2 separate regions of the Bos taurus genome follow, and region 2 is linked to region 1. The links are chromatin contacts, called in public Hi-C maps. All regions are on one chromosome and are shown on one strand. Each heading gives the region's core, a stretch centred on a gene start, on an enhancer-like site or on the middle of the called end of the contact. The rest is flanking DNA. Distances are from core to core; before and after follow the strand shown.

Evidence for each region. A called contact is a pair of places that touch in the nucleus more often than the background predicts.
Region 2: a Hi-C map of liver shows a contact between it and region 1, with 9 times the contacts expected there. The contact joins two enhancer-like sites. A contact is called at or near these places in 5 of 11 Hi-C or Micro-C datasets (blastocyst, liver, skeletal muscle and 1 more).

What each region holds. Positions count from the first base shown.
Region 1 is chr23:20,059,823-20,066,161 of ARS-UCD2.0, forward strand. ADGRF5 (adhesion G protein-coupled receptor F5) reads right to left here. Exons shown (of 21, transcript NM_001193243.1): 19 at 5,996-6,055; 20 at 5,075-5,159; 21 at 1,730-2,992. The coding sequence ends at 2,913. Among named protein-coding and RNA genes, the nearest start is that of TRNAC-ACA, 33 kb to the left of the region's middle. Within about 2 kb of position 3,034, at least 9 of the 102 cell types and tissues checked have an H3K27ac peak or open chromatin away from gene starts, as enhancers often do. A contact at or near this core is called in liver, where this site is marked.
Region 2 is chr23:20,199,608-20,205,946 of ARS-UCD2.0, forward strand. No RefSeq gene overlaps it. Among named protein-coding and RNA genes, the nearest start is that of ADGRF1, 56 kb to the right of the region's middle. Within about 2 kb of position 4,069, at least 5 of the 102 cell types and tissues checked have an H3K27ac peak or open chromatin away from gene starts, as enhancers often do. A contact at or near this core is called in liver, where this site is marked.

The DNA.
Region 1 (6,339 bases), core at 1,784-4,283:
GGAGAGGATGCGTTGCACTGCGCTCAGAATGTTATTCTGGGCTGAGACGACCTCTGTAGTTTGTATCCACTGCTCAGTGGTGGATGCTCTGACCTCATACCCTCTGAAGCATCAGTACAGACTCCATTGCAAGAAACTGACTTACCAGAAGGTCCCTTAATGCAAGAAGGTTTTGCCTGGTGGAACCGGCTTTATACACTGAGAGATTTCAGGGACGTGGGAAAGTAGTGGGCACTTTCCAGGTGAGGTAGGTGCCACATCTCACTTTGTGCCAACACTAGCATTCCCGTTCTTCCTTCCCTCGGAAATCTGCTGCCCAGAGCCCTGAAATCATTGTTGATTGAAAACCAGTGACCCCAGGGCCAAGCATGGCTCCTGTTGTAATTAACAGATTCATAGATCACTCTTTTTTACAATGTTGAATTCTGTTGCTTATTTCAGGGTATTCTTGGCAAAGAGCAGTGACTGAACTATGCCTCTTGGAGTTGAGCAGAAAACCAGCATGTACTGTACTTCTCCAATGTTTTGTTTGTACAGCTTTTCCGGAATGTGGATCCAGTACTCTGACTTGAAAGGAGGGAAGTACAGGCACACCTCGAGTGTGTGTGTGTGTGTGCACTGGAGGTGAGGGAACGTGCCTCCATTAATGAATGTTGGCAAAGAACCAGATCCCCATCCTGGGGAGCCCCACTGGAGGTTCCTGTCATTATAGAGGTCCCCTTCACAAAATTCAGGACAACAATTCCCAGAGGATCCCTGGGAAGGTCAGTGGAAGGTCAGCGTTTCTTATAGTTCTGTGATTTCGAACAGGAGAACCACAGCCTTCTGAATGCAATGCTTTCCCTGGCTGATCACATCAATACTGCCTAACCCTGTCTCAGTTTTCATGGATAGAACTCCAGAAACCAAATCAGTAAAGCCATTCTTTTCCTGATGTCTAAATCAAATTCAGTTGATCATCCAGCCTAACCTCTGGCTTTGTCTTCTCAGTACCAACTTCTGCCCAAAGTTGATCATCCCCTGGAGAATTTTGAGCTTTATAATCATTTCCTTCAGGGATTTTAAATAATGAACTCTTCAGTTGGGATAATGATGTGACAATTTGCTGGCAAATGTGGGCATAGATATATATGTCACTTGTGAGTATGTAGGAAAAGGGAAAAAAAAAGAGTTCGTTTCCTTGAAACGTGATTGGGATTTCTGTCTGTCCGATCTCTCCCTTCTCATAAAGAAAAGAGAGATAGAGGTAGAATTTAATTAAAAATAAAAGGAAGTGATTTTAAACAGTAAAACTATTAAAAGAAAACTCTTTCAAACCTCAGCGAATAAATGGTAATTGAGTCTCAGCCTCTTTGGTCCTTTCTTCCTGATGGTTGGACCTGTTAGAGCCATCCTTATGAAGACCACACTGCCCATATTTTCAGAGAAGTCCCACATTTTTTATTTCATTATGGCCCCAGGGTCAGACTGTGATTTGGAATATTTGGTTGCTGTAGCTACAGCACATGGTAAACTTTGCTATGGATGTGATTTTAATAAATATTTATATTATATTTTTATGAAATGCACACACACACACACACACACAGGTGAAACACACACAGCCACATAGTTCACAAACAATCTGCACCATCTGTTCATCAAGGTAAAGTGTCATTAGGAGCACAGACTAGCCAGCTGGAGAGCTTTTTCCAGAAGATTTCTAAGTAGTTAGAATAAATACCAATTAGACAGTAGAAAACTCTGAATGTATATTGGTCTGGGAACTTAGGAACTGGAAGAATTAACACAGAGAGACCTATACAGCACATCCAGGGCCTCTCAATCCATAGTAACTACAAAAATAATAATATACAACACTGTAAGATCATTCAAATCTTTTCTAGCATGCACAGAAAAGTACCTGGTTAAAGCTGTTAAATATAATTCATGACAGTTGGGAGGGTCTGTTTTCAGTGCAATATATCACATTTGGAAATGAATGGATAGACAAATATATATATTTTTGCTTATAAAAAGTGGAACAAACCAAAACCCAAGGCTGTTCTACTAAACTACTAATATTAAAAATGTAATCAGCAGGTGGTCAGCTGGGATCTAATCATCTAATCACACTTCCTCTGTCCATTCATTCCTCTTAGCTCCAACCTTAACACACAGTAACACGTATGTATGTGTTTAGCATCAGCAGAGTCATGTCTTCTGTGAAATTCTTGTAAATATCATCATTCACTTAAAAGCATCTTGATGATATAGTTTCCTCCCTATTTTTTCATTGCCTTTTTTTTTTTTTCCTTTTTTGATCTCTCTTAGCTAAGAAAACACCAGGAAAATATTGAACTTTCTCCATGGCTAATTTTCAGTTTTCATTTTGGAGTCATTTTTCAGTGTTGCAGTAAAAGTATTGGGTCATTAACATAGAAATCTTAACATGTCGTCCTTCCGTTATTCTCTATATTTTTTCCTTGTAGTTTCCTCCATCCCTCTCTTCTTTCTTTCTTCCTCTCTTCCATCCTTCCTTCCTAGAATTCACTGAAGAGTTTCCTAAGTCCTGGCCTTTTACTTATTATTTTAATCAAAGCTTATCTTTGGGCCCAGGGTGTGAAAAGGAAAAATGTCTCTGAAATTCTATTTTACAATATAGACAGAGAAGTTGGCTTGAGTTTCAATTAAATACTATACACATTTGGTATCACACAAGAGACAGGGGTGGGGCAGCAACATAAATGCAACAATTTCCTTTGGTCTGTCTTTACAAAAGAAAGCCTCTTCCCTCATAAAACAAAGTCTCTTCAGCATCTGCTCCCAGAGGCCTGCGGAAAAAACATGTTACCCACGGCTTGGAAAGGATCTCTTTTGCAGAGCACATCCACTGTTTCCCAAGAGGTCCCATGGGCTGGATTTTCCTGTCCTTAGTTGAGCAATGAATAAGCACTGGATGTGTTTTCCAGGGATGAACTGGTTGTTTCCGGGGTGGAAACATTGTATGTTCCTGAAAAACACAACAGCAGCTCAGCTGAAGGTCACCGCTTCATGATCACTGGGGTGTGAATCTCTGCTGCCCGCCCAGGGGGCGCTCTACTCCAGGAGCCAGCTAAGCCATGCCTGGAAATGAACCCATGCCTGCCCTCCTCCCCAGACCCAGAAGTCCTGGAGAACAAACCAAGCTGTTCTCAAGCATGCGTGGCAGCCGATAAGACAAGCACTAACTACTTCACATCACACCAGCAGCCAGATTTCTACAGAGGACAGGGAGATCTTGACACGGGCAGCCCTCTGCATGCTGCCTCATGCAACAGCCTAGGGGACATCCATATGGAGGAACATCCCTGGTCCCCTTGGGTTGGTGTGACTTGGGGAAGCTCTCAGGAGGGGTCTGAGCCGGGGAAAGGGAGGAAAGTAAAAAAAGAGGAAATTGCAGGGGAAGAAGAGGCAGGACCAGGAAAGCAGCAGGAGTCGGGATAACAACAGGGGTAGCAGGGAGAACGGCCCGGGAGCAACGGCACAGACTGATGCCAGCGTGGGGCAGGGGGAGGACAGAGCAGGCGAACAGTAGGGGCTGTGTGTTGGGCAGGGGAAGTGACACAGTGCCCACCCTACCATCAGATGGGCGGACTGCCACGGCTAACAGGGTTTCCATCATTGCCTGGGGGAGCCCTTGGGGCTGCTGACAACATAAACCAAAGTTACAGTGATTAGGGAGCCCTCGAATAGGCCACCTTGGATCAGCATGAATGACCCTGAAAGGCTGAGTGGCAGCGGCCGGGAGACTCGGGCCCTAGGACCTCGGGATCTGGGCCCCAGCTCTTGATCTGACTGGTTCAGAAACAGGGAACACACTTCACTGGCCTTACATAATGTGTAACTCAGATTCTGTGGAATCATTTCATAGAGTTTTCACTGTTCTCGCTTTAATGCAAATGCTAAACACCATCCGGGGCTTCCCAGGTGGCACTAATGACAAAGACCTGCCTGCCAATGCAGGAGACATAAGAGATACTGGTTTGATCCCTGGATCAGGAAGATCCCCTGCGGGAGGAAATGGCAACCCACTCCGGTATTCTTGCCTGGAGAATCCCATGGACAGAGGAGCCTGGTGAGCTACAGTCCATGCAGTCCCAAAGAGTTGGACACAGTGAAGCGACTTAGCACCACAAACACGATCCAGGGACAATGCCCGCCGAGGGGAAATGTTCTAACATATCCTGGATCTCGGATGATTTCACAACAGATCCAACAAAAAGTGAAGGTCCTCCAGTTTCATGAGTAAAACATCAAGCTGAAGCCCCAAATGCCAAGTTCTCCTGAGCTTTAATAAGTTAGGCATTCCCCAAATTCATTCTTATCCAGAGAGCCATAGTCTGGAAGGCTTTCGACACATTTCATACATTTCTTCGTTTGTGAGATCTGTTCAGTTTGGAGGAGCTGGAAGGAATTCTAGTGCCTGTTTTCCCTGGCAGGAGGTGAGGAGTTGGGGTGACATGGGACAGGAGTTTCAGCTTGCCAGAACAGCTGAGGCCCACTGCCCAAAGTCATTCACATCCTTCATCTTATGTCTAAAGGGAGAAAATGTTCATTGCACATATCCCTAATAGAATAGCTAACTCGGGTGACCCCTCATATGTATGCAAGGATTTAAAAATGCCCATGTGTAAAACAAGAACACTCCAAAAAAAGAAAAAAAAAAAAGAAATGAAACTCACAGCGTGGGATGCTATGGTAGGATCCTCCAATTATTTTCTTCACTGTACCAGAACCCAGAACTATGACCTGCCTACTCTTATATAACATGAATAGAACTTTGTGTTTGATTAGGATAGCAATTAACATACAGTTCCCATTTTTATGGTGGATATGGTTTTGATGTAGAGTTCTCTGCAGGCTGAAGGCAGTTGCCCTCTGTACCAACCTCCTGGTAGTTTGGGAAAATATAAGCAGTATTTAACCTCTGCTCCAAATAAGGCCACTGTGGGTCAATGTTATGAAGTAGACAGTTAGACACTAGGGGTGAGATTTACCCCCGGGGCAAATATGTTTAGGTCAACCCAGGAAACATCTAGAGGACGCTACGTACCTGTTTTACCAAACAAATTGTTAAATCTTCTTGATATTGGAGAACTCATTGAAAATACAGGTGTAGATGAACCTATGGACGTTGACTAGAGAAGAAAAAAAAGAATTACAAAGTAAACATGTTAGTCCAAGGTCCTGTGTGAATCTGTAAGATGATTTGTTTGCTGCCCTCTCGTGGTCACTGCCTGCATTTTCATCTCACCTAAGGAGAGGGCCTGGATGAACCTGAATTTCTATTTCAGACAAATTAAGCCGGAAAGCCTACTGGTGGCCGTTAAGAATCTGCCTGCAATGCAGGAGGCCTGGCTTCAATCCCTGGATCAGAAAGATCCCCTGGAGAAAAGAATGGCAACCCCCTCCAGTGTTCTTGCCTGGAGAATTCCATGGACAGAGGGGCCTGGTGGGCTTAAAGTTCTTGGGTGCCAAAGAGCTGGACACGACTGAGTGAATACCACTTTCAATTTAAGCAGGAAAGCCACCTTTTGAAACACCAGAGTCTCGTCATAGGTATTAGGCAATTGACTTCCAAATATGTATTTTACCGTTTGATAAGGTTTATTGTCTTCTGACATGTGAAAACAAATAGTTATTTTCCAAGAAGAACTACACAAAATTCATCATTATTCTTCAAATTGTGTTCTCAAGGCTCATAAATGGCCTTGAGTTTCCCCAGAAGATTGCTTCTCATGGAAATTTGGTCTTAACTTCCAGTTGATACTATCCAAGCTATTGGCCCCTATAACCCCTATTTTAAGATGTGGGGACAGCATCTAAATGCTAGTTCATTGCCATGGTTTTTTATTAAAAGGCAGAATCAGGTACAAAGCAAACACGGTGGAATAATCTGTAATTATTACACTACACTACAATTGGTAGTGGAGAGAGAGGGGTTTTTCAGAGTCTCTACAAAGAAACTATTTACCTTTGAGTGCTGTGAAGACCATTTTGACCGTGAATACTTGTTCAGCAAGGCTTCCTGCACCTGCAGAGTTTAAGAGAAGCCACTGTCAAATGCTGAGAAGGGTTTGGAGAGAAAGGAAGCTTTCTATACTGTTGGTGGGAATGTAAATTGGTAACAGCCACTGTGGGGACCAGTGTGGAGGTCCCTTAAAAAACTAAGAACAGAGCTACCGTATGACCCTGCAATCCCCCTCCTGGGCATATACCCAGAGAGCAGTACGGTCCAAAAGGATACATGCACACCAGTGTTCACTGTAGCACTGTTTACAATAGCCAAGACATGGAAGCAATCTAAATGTCCATCGA
Region 2 (6,339 bases), core at 2,819-5,318, 140 kb after region 1:
TTATCAGCCAAATGTAACACACACCACACACACTCATGAATGCACACTCACACCCATACGTATACACAACCAATTTCTGGTTACTGAAACCAGGAATTACAGCATGGGTTTATTTTTAATTTTACGATTGTTTAATCCTTTCTTAACATTTCTTGGCTCATTTAGGAAAATGTAAACCCTTAAGGGTATATGTTTTGTGTTCAACTTCCTTTCCATCCTTCTCAGCACATCATTGCTGGGGCATAATAGGAATTCAGAATATGTTAAATAAATTTATAAATGTATGAGTAACTCAGAACATAACTCAATTATTAAATGATTAAAAACAATGTATTTTATTAAGCAGAGTTGATTTACAATGTTGTGAAAAGCTTTTAAATTAGCAAATAAAAAGATGAATTCGCTGGCAGGAAGATGGGAAAGAAAAGGTGTGTGTGTACACAGAATTATCATTCCAGCCCCCTTCAGGGCCACCAGCACAATCTTCTGAATATTTGCTGTCATGACAATATCAGCAGCTTTGAGAAAGGTATGAATTTTTTGAGAAAATAACATTCATCCAGACCCTTTTTTGTGGATATAAGCAGCCATGTAGAACAAGGCAATTTTTAATCTATTCACTCTGTATTTCATGCCTGGTTCAGTCTCATAGAAATTTTCCAAATTTCTTCTGTGAATTCTTGAAATAAACATAAGCTGACAAGAGAGAATACATACATATATCAAGTGGATCCCTTTGGGGTGGAAGACTAAAGCTTGAAAGATGTATTCCAAAAGCAATGGTAATGTCTTATAGGTGAGGGGCCAGAGGGGTGCAAGGGCCCAGGGTACTGGGGAGTCAAAAATAAAATATAGAAAGGAATTTTTATATTCTATCTTATGAACGTTTATATTTGTATTAAAAAAGAGCTAAAAGCAATTGCCAGTGTTGATGTTTAGTTGCTAACTAAGAGTTGTGTTTGACTCTTCTGTGACTCCACTGACTGTAGCCCTCCAGTTTTCTCTGTCTATGCGATTTCCCAGGCAAGAATACTGGAATGGGTTGCCATTTCCTTCTCCAGGAGATTTTCCTGACGTAAGGATCAAACTTGCGTATCCTGCTTGGCAGGCAGATTCTTCACCACTGAGCCACCTGCCACACGGGAGGCTGGAGTTGGATTCCAGGCCCATGCAGCCATAGCGTCCCCTTTGGGCTTTCTGGGTAGCTCAGCCGGTAAAGAATCCACCCGTTATTCAGGAGACCCTGGTTCAGTTCCTGAATTGGGAAGTTCCCCAGCTACCCATCCCAGTGTTCTTGGGCTTCCTTGGTGGCTCAATCTGGGTTCGATTCCTGGGTTGCGAAGATCCCTTGGAGGAGGGTATGGGAACCCACTCCAGTATTCTTGCCTGGGGAATCCTCATGGATAGAAGAGCCTGGCAGGTTACAGTCCATGAGATCACAAAGAGTCGGACACGACTGAGAAACTAAGCATAACTGGGAAGCCCTGAAAGTAATTATAGCTAATATTTATGGAGTACATACTATGTTCCAGGAATTTTGCTTCATGTGTTATTTCATTTAATTCCCATAACAACCCTGTAGGCAGATACTATCACTGCTTCAATTTTACCATTGAAAACACCGAGGCCTTAAAGGAATGAAAATCGCTTGCCAGAGGACACAGGGCTAAGTGCAAGAGCTACAGTACTGGGACTTCCCTGGTGGCCCAGTGGTTAAGATTCTGTGCTTCCAATGCAGGGGCCCCAGGTTCAGCCCCTGGTCAGGGAACTAGATTCCACATGCCTCAACTAAGACCTCGTGTGACCAAATAAGCTTTTTTTTTTAAAGAAGCATAGTGTAAACTCAGAGACCAGATTCCATACTTCTAGTCATCATACTCAACTTCCTCAAATAAATAAAAGTTAAGAGTTCATTTTTGGAATCGAAGACTCAATCTTACTGTCTTATAGCCACACCTCCTTTATTTCTTATGCTTTGTACTAGAAACGTACACTTTGGTTCCGTTAGACACACCAAATGTCTATGACTGTATTACATAACTGCTCCCAGCACCTGCAACAACAGGATGAGGAAAATGTATACGCATTGGCGGGGAGTGGAAGCAGAAAGGAAGAGAGGCCAGAAAAAGACATCTGAGCCCGGTGGCCAGTCTTCTTTAAGTGAAAAACAAAAGGCCAAGGGAGATGCACTGGCAAGGGATTGTAGTTGAGGAACCTGAGTATCCTGTTCATTTGGAGATGCCCTAAGCAGAAGTTGTGGTAATGCTTTTTATATGCTTAAAGTCTATTTTTTTTTTATTAACAAGGGAAATATAATTCAACATTTCTTTTGGTTAGTGAGCCTTCAGGAGTCTTCCTTGGAAAAGCCTTCTTTGGCCTGGGCTATTTTTCTTCCTAATTGTCAGGATCCTTAAACTTTTCTACAGGATAATGAATAAGAAAGAGAAATATACATCCAGGGTCCCTTTCTCCTTCATAACTGGCCATAGCCTTTCTTCTCAGCTTTAAACAGGTATTTTCAAAGCTACCTCGATTGAATACTCCAATATGAATGCTCTACTTGACTAAATCTCTGGCACACTGACCTTCATACCCTTGAAAATTGGGTTTATTTTCCCAATGAAAAGGAAGAAGACAAAAGAAAATGTATTGACCTCCTTCCTATAGCATTCAGGAATTACACAAGCTGCTTTCATTTACTTACAATAGGCGATTATCATCTTTCCCATTTTAAACAAATAATTAGAGAAAAGATATTGATACTGACTGCCTATCCAATGTGGTGAGGACCAGGACTGAGATATGAACCCTTGTCTCTGGTCCCTGAAGACTGTAGCTATCCCCTACACGCACTGCTCTGGGGGCAATGACGATATCATATATAAATCATGCTGCTTTATTAGCATCAGCATTATAAATGTTAGTAATAACCAATATTTGTTGAAGGTTTACCAAACACCAGACAGTATGCTGAGAGTTTTCATGTTTCTCTCGTGAACTCCTAACAACAGCTTTGCAAAGCGTGGTTATCCTTTGCTTGCAGATGAAGTACGTGGTGTTTGGTAATGGAACCAAGTTAACACAGTAAGTGTTGGAGCCAGGCCTCAACCCCCTTTTTCTTTCTTAACAGTTATGGATTGTTGTGCGGAATATGGCCATCTGGCACTAACACCTGTTCACACCAGTACCAACACTGAATTGATTCCTGAGGCTCATGAAAGCATCGACAAGAAAATGAAACAGAAAACTCCCACGCTAATCTCCTGAACAGGGCAAGGTTTATTCAGATCCTAATCTCCTGCCCTCAGTCTGGAACATTCCCTCTCGGAGTTCTCTAAGTCAGTGGTTCCCAAATTTGAGTGTGCATCAGAGTCCCCGAATTTGTTGTTCAGTCACTAAGTCGTGTCCAACTCTTTGTGACCTCATGGACAGTAGCACACCAGACTTCTTTGTCCTTCACTATCTTCCAGAGCCTGCTCAAACTCATGTCCATGAGTCAGTGATGCCATCCAACCATCTCATCCTCTGCCAAACCCTTCTCCTTCTGCCCTTAATCTTTCCCAGCATCAGGTTCTTTTCCCCAGGAGGCCTTCTTACAACAGAGGTCCCTGGGATCCACTCCAGAGTTTCTGATTTAGGAGGTCTGGAGTAGGGCCTACAAATTGTCATTTCTGACAATCTCCAGACATGCTGATGTTGCTGGTTGGGACTATAGTTTGGGCATCATTGCTCTAGTCTAAATGAAGCTGGGCAGGTACACAGCATGTTTGCAGAATTTAATACGTAAACTGTTGTTAACATAAATTCTGGAAGTGATTTCATGAATACAGCTTCTTATTTTTAAATAAAGCTTGATGAGGAAGGGCTGTATAACATTCCCGTCATCAGGTGATGTAGAGGACAGGCTTGCTGCTCCCACCCAGGCTACTTCAGGAAAACAAAGTCACGTTATCACCAGCAGCAGGCAAATCTTTTATGCCACGAAGAGTTGTCCTTGGCAGTGCCTGGCCGTGTGTTGTCATGGAATCCACAGCCACCTCGCCATGCCCTGTTGCGGGACATGGCTGAGATCTAAGAACCAGGAAACCTTATCCACGAAAGCAATGTGTCCCTTGGCAACACATCACACTGGGGCGCTCCTCTGCTCTGGTTTCAAGTATCAGGTCAGAATTCCAGAGGGGTGTTGCCTCCCATCTGGTTGGCATAAATGTAGCTGTTGGCAATGCTTTATCTGTGATTCCTAGCCAGCAAGATAAAGTCATGCCAAACCCACATGGTATTCTTTGGTGATAAATTTCTTTTCTCCCAAGGTGTTACCTATGCAGAGGCACAGAATCAGAGAAAGTCAGGACTGGATGGGATCTCTGAGCTTATCTCATGAATGCAGAACTGTGGTTTTACCCATGGGAAATTGACCTGCAGAGAAATGATGGAGGCAAACTAGTGTGCATGCGTGCATGCTTAATCGTGTCCGACTCTTTGCAACCCCACAGACTGTAGCCCGCCAGGCTCCTCTGTCCATGGGATTCTCCAGGCAATAATACTGGAGCGCCTTTCTATTTCCTACTCCAGGAGCTCTTCCCCACCCAGGGACTGAACTCGAGTCTCCTGTATCTCCTGCATTGGCAGGCGAGTTCTTTACCACTGCACCACCTAAGGTTGAGCCAAAGGACTCCATCCGAAAGGGAATTCTCTAGATTAGCCGCACAGAGCCCTTTAAGGATATGTACCTGGGCACATTTTTTTAGGATCAAGCCAGGTGAAATGGGGACCAATTACAAAAGAATTTGTGGTCATCAGTGGGGTTCTTCCCCCATCATTTGTCCTCTTCTCAAGTTCTACCCCTTCCCTGACCTTGCCTGGGTTATCTGGAGAATCTGGAGTCAAGTCTGGAAAAATTACTTCATGGTACAGCCTAAGAGTCCAGTATTTATCCCAAAGCAATAAATCTTGATTCTCAGAATATTAGGAATGGTTGCTGCTCGCATGGAGCGAAGCTGAGAGGCTTTCTGAATATGGAAATAACAACCCACTCCAGTATTCTTGCCTGGAGAATCCCATGGACAGAGGAGCCTGGTGGGCCCCAGGGGTTGCAAAGAGTGGAGTGCTCTATATCCCTCCTTAGGCATGCAACTTACCTAAACTCTCTAAGTCCCAGCTTCATCTGTAGAAGGGGGAAAATAATATGCAACTTACTGTGTCATTTTTAGGATCAAAGGGTGTGATCTATGCTGAGTCTAGCACAGAAACTGGAATCCCAAGGGCCTTGGTCCCTTCTATTCCCTCTCCTATCCTTTCTTTCAAAACCCATTGTGTGCTAGTGTAATTGGGAAGAATAAATGTGACTCCACATTGGATCTGCTTCTTTTACTTTAAATTTTGTATTCTATTGCTTTTTCTTCTTTTCCCAGAGGAGGTGCAACATTTCTGGAGGTACTGCAATACCAGATTGATGCATGGAGTGGACAGAGAAAGCTATTGCTTTTGCTACAAGCTAATCACTGATGGGTTGTTGCCTAAGACTTAAAGTATATATAATGGCCCGTCTAGCGGAACCCTGCCTCCCCTGCCTGAGCATTAAGCTAAAATGCCTTTGTTTAGCTAACAAGAAACTTCTTGACCAGTGAAAGAAAGTGTTAGTTGTTCAGTCCTGTTCAACTCTTTGAGACCCCATGGACTGTAGCCTGCCAGCTTCTCTGTCATGGGATTTCCTAGGCAAGAATACTGGAGTGGGATGCCATTTCCTTCTCCAGGGGATCTTCCAACCCAAGGATTGAACACAGGTCTCCTACACTGCAGACAGATTCTTTACTATCTGAGACACCAGGGAAGCCCTTAGCCCACTTACAAATAGTTGCAGAAAAAAAGAAATGAACACATCTCCTGAAGTCTGATTGGAACCAGGAAATATTTACAACGTACCACCTTTTTTACGGTTTCCCTAGTAGCTCAGACAGTAAAGCATCTGACGCAATGCAGAACACCTGGGTTCGATCCCTGGGTTGAAAGATCCCCTGGAGAAGGAAATGGCAACCCACTCCAGTATTCTTGCCCGGAGAATCCCATGGACAGAGGAACCTGATGGGCTACAATCCATGGGGTCACAAAGCGTTGGACACGACTGATCGACTAGAGCGCGCACACACACACACACACACACACACCACCTTTTTCGCTTGACATCTTCATGTTCTCGTCTTGGCTCCTTAAAAGAAACTAGCATCCGAATCTGGGCTAGGTGGTGTTTCGGAACACTAGTCCACCGTCTTCATCTGCTGGCTTTCCAAATACAGTCTCCGTTGCCTACCCCAGCACTTCATTTCCGGATTTACTGACCTG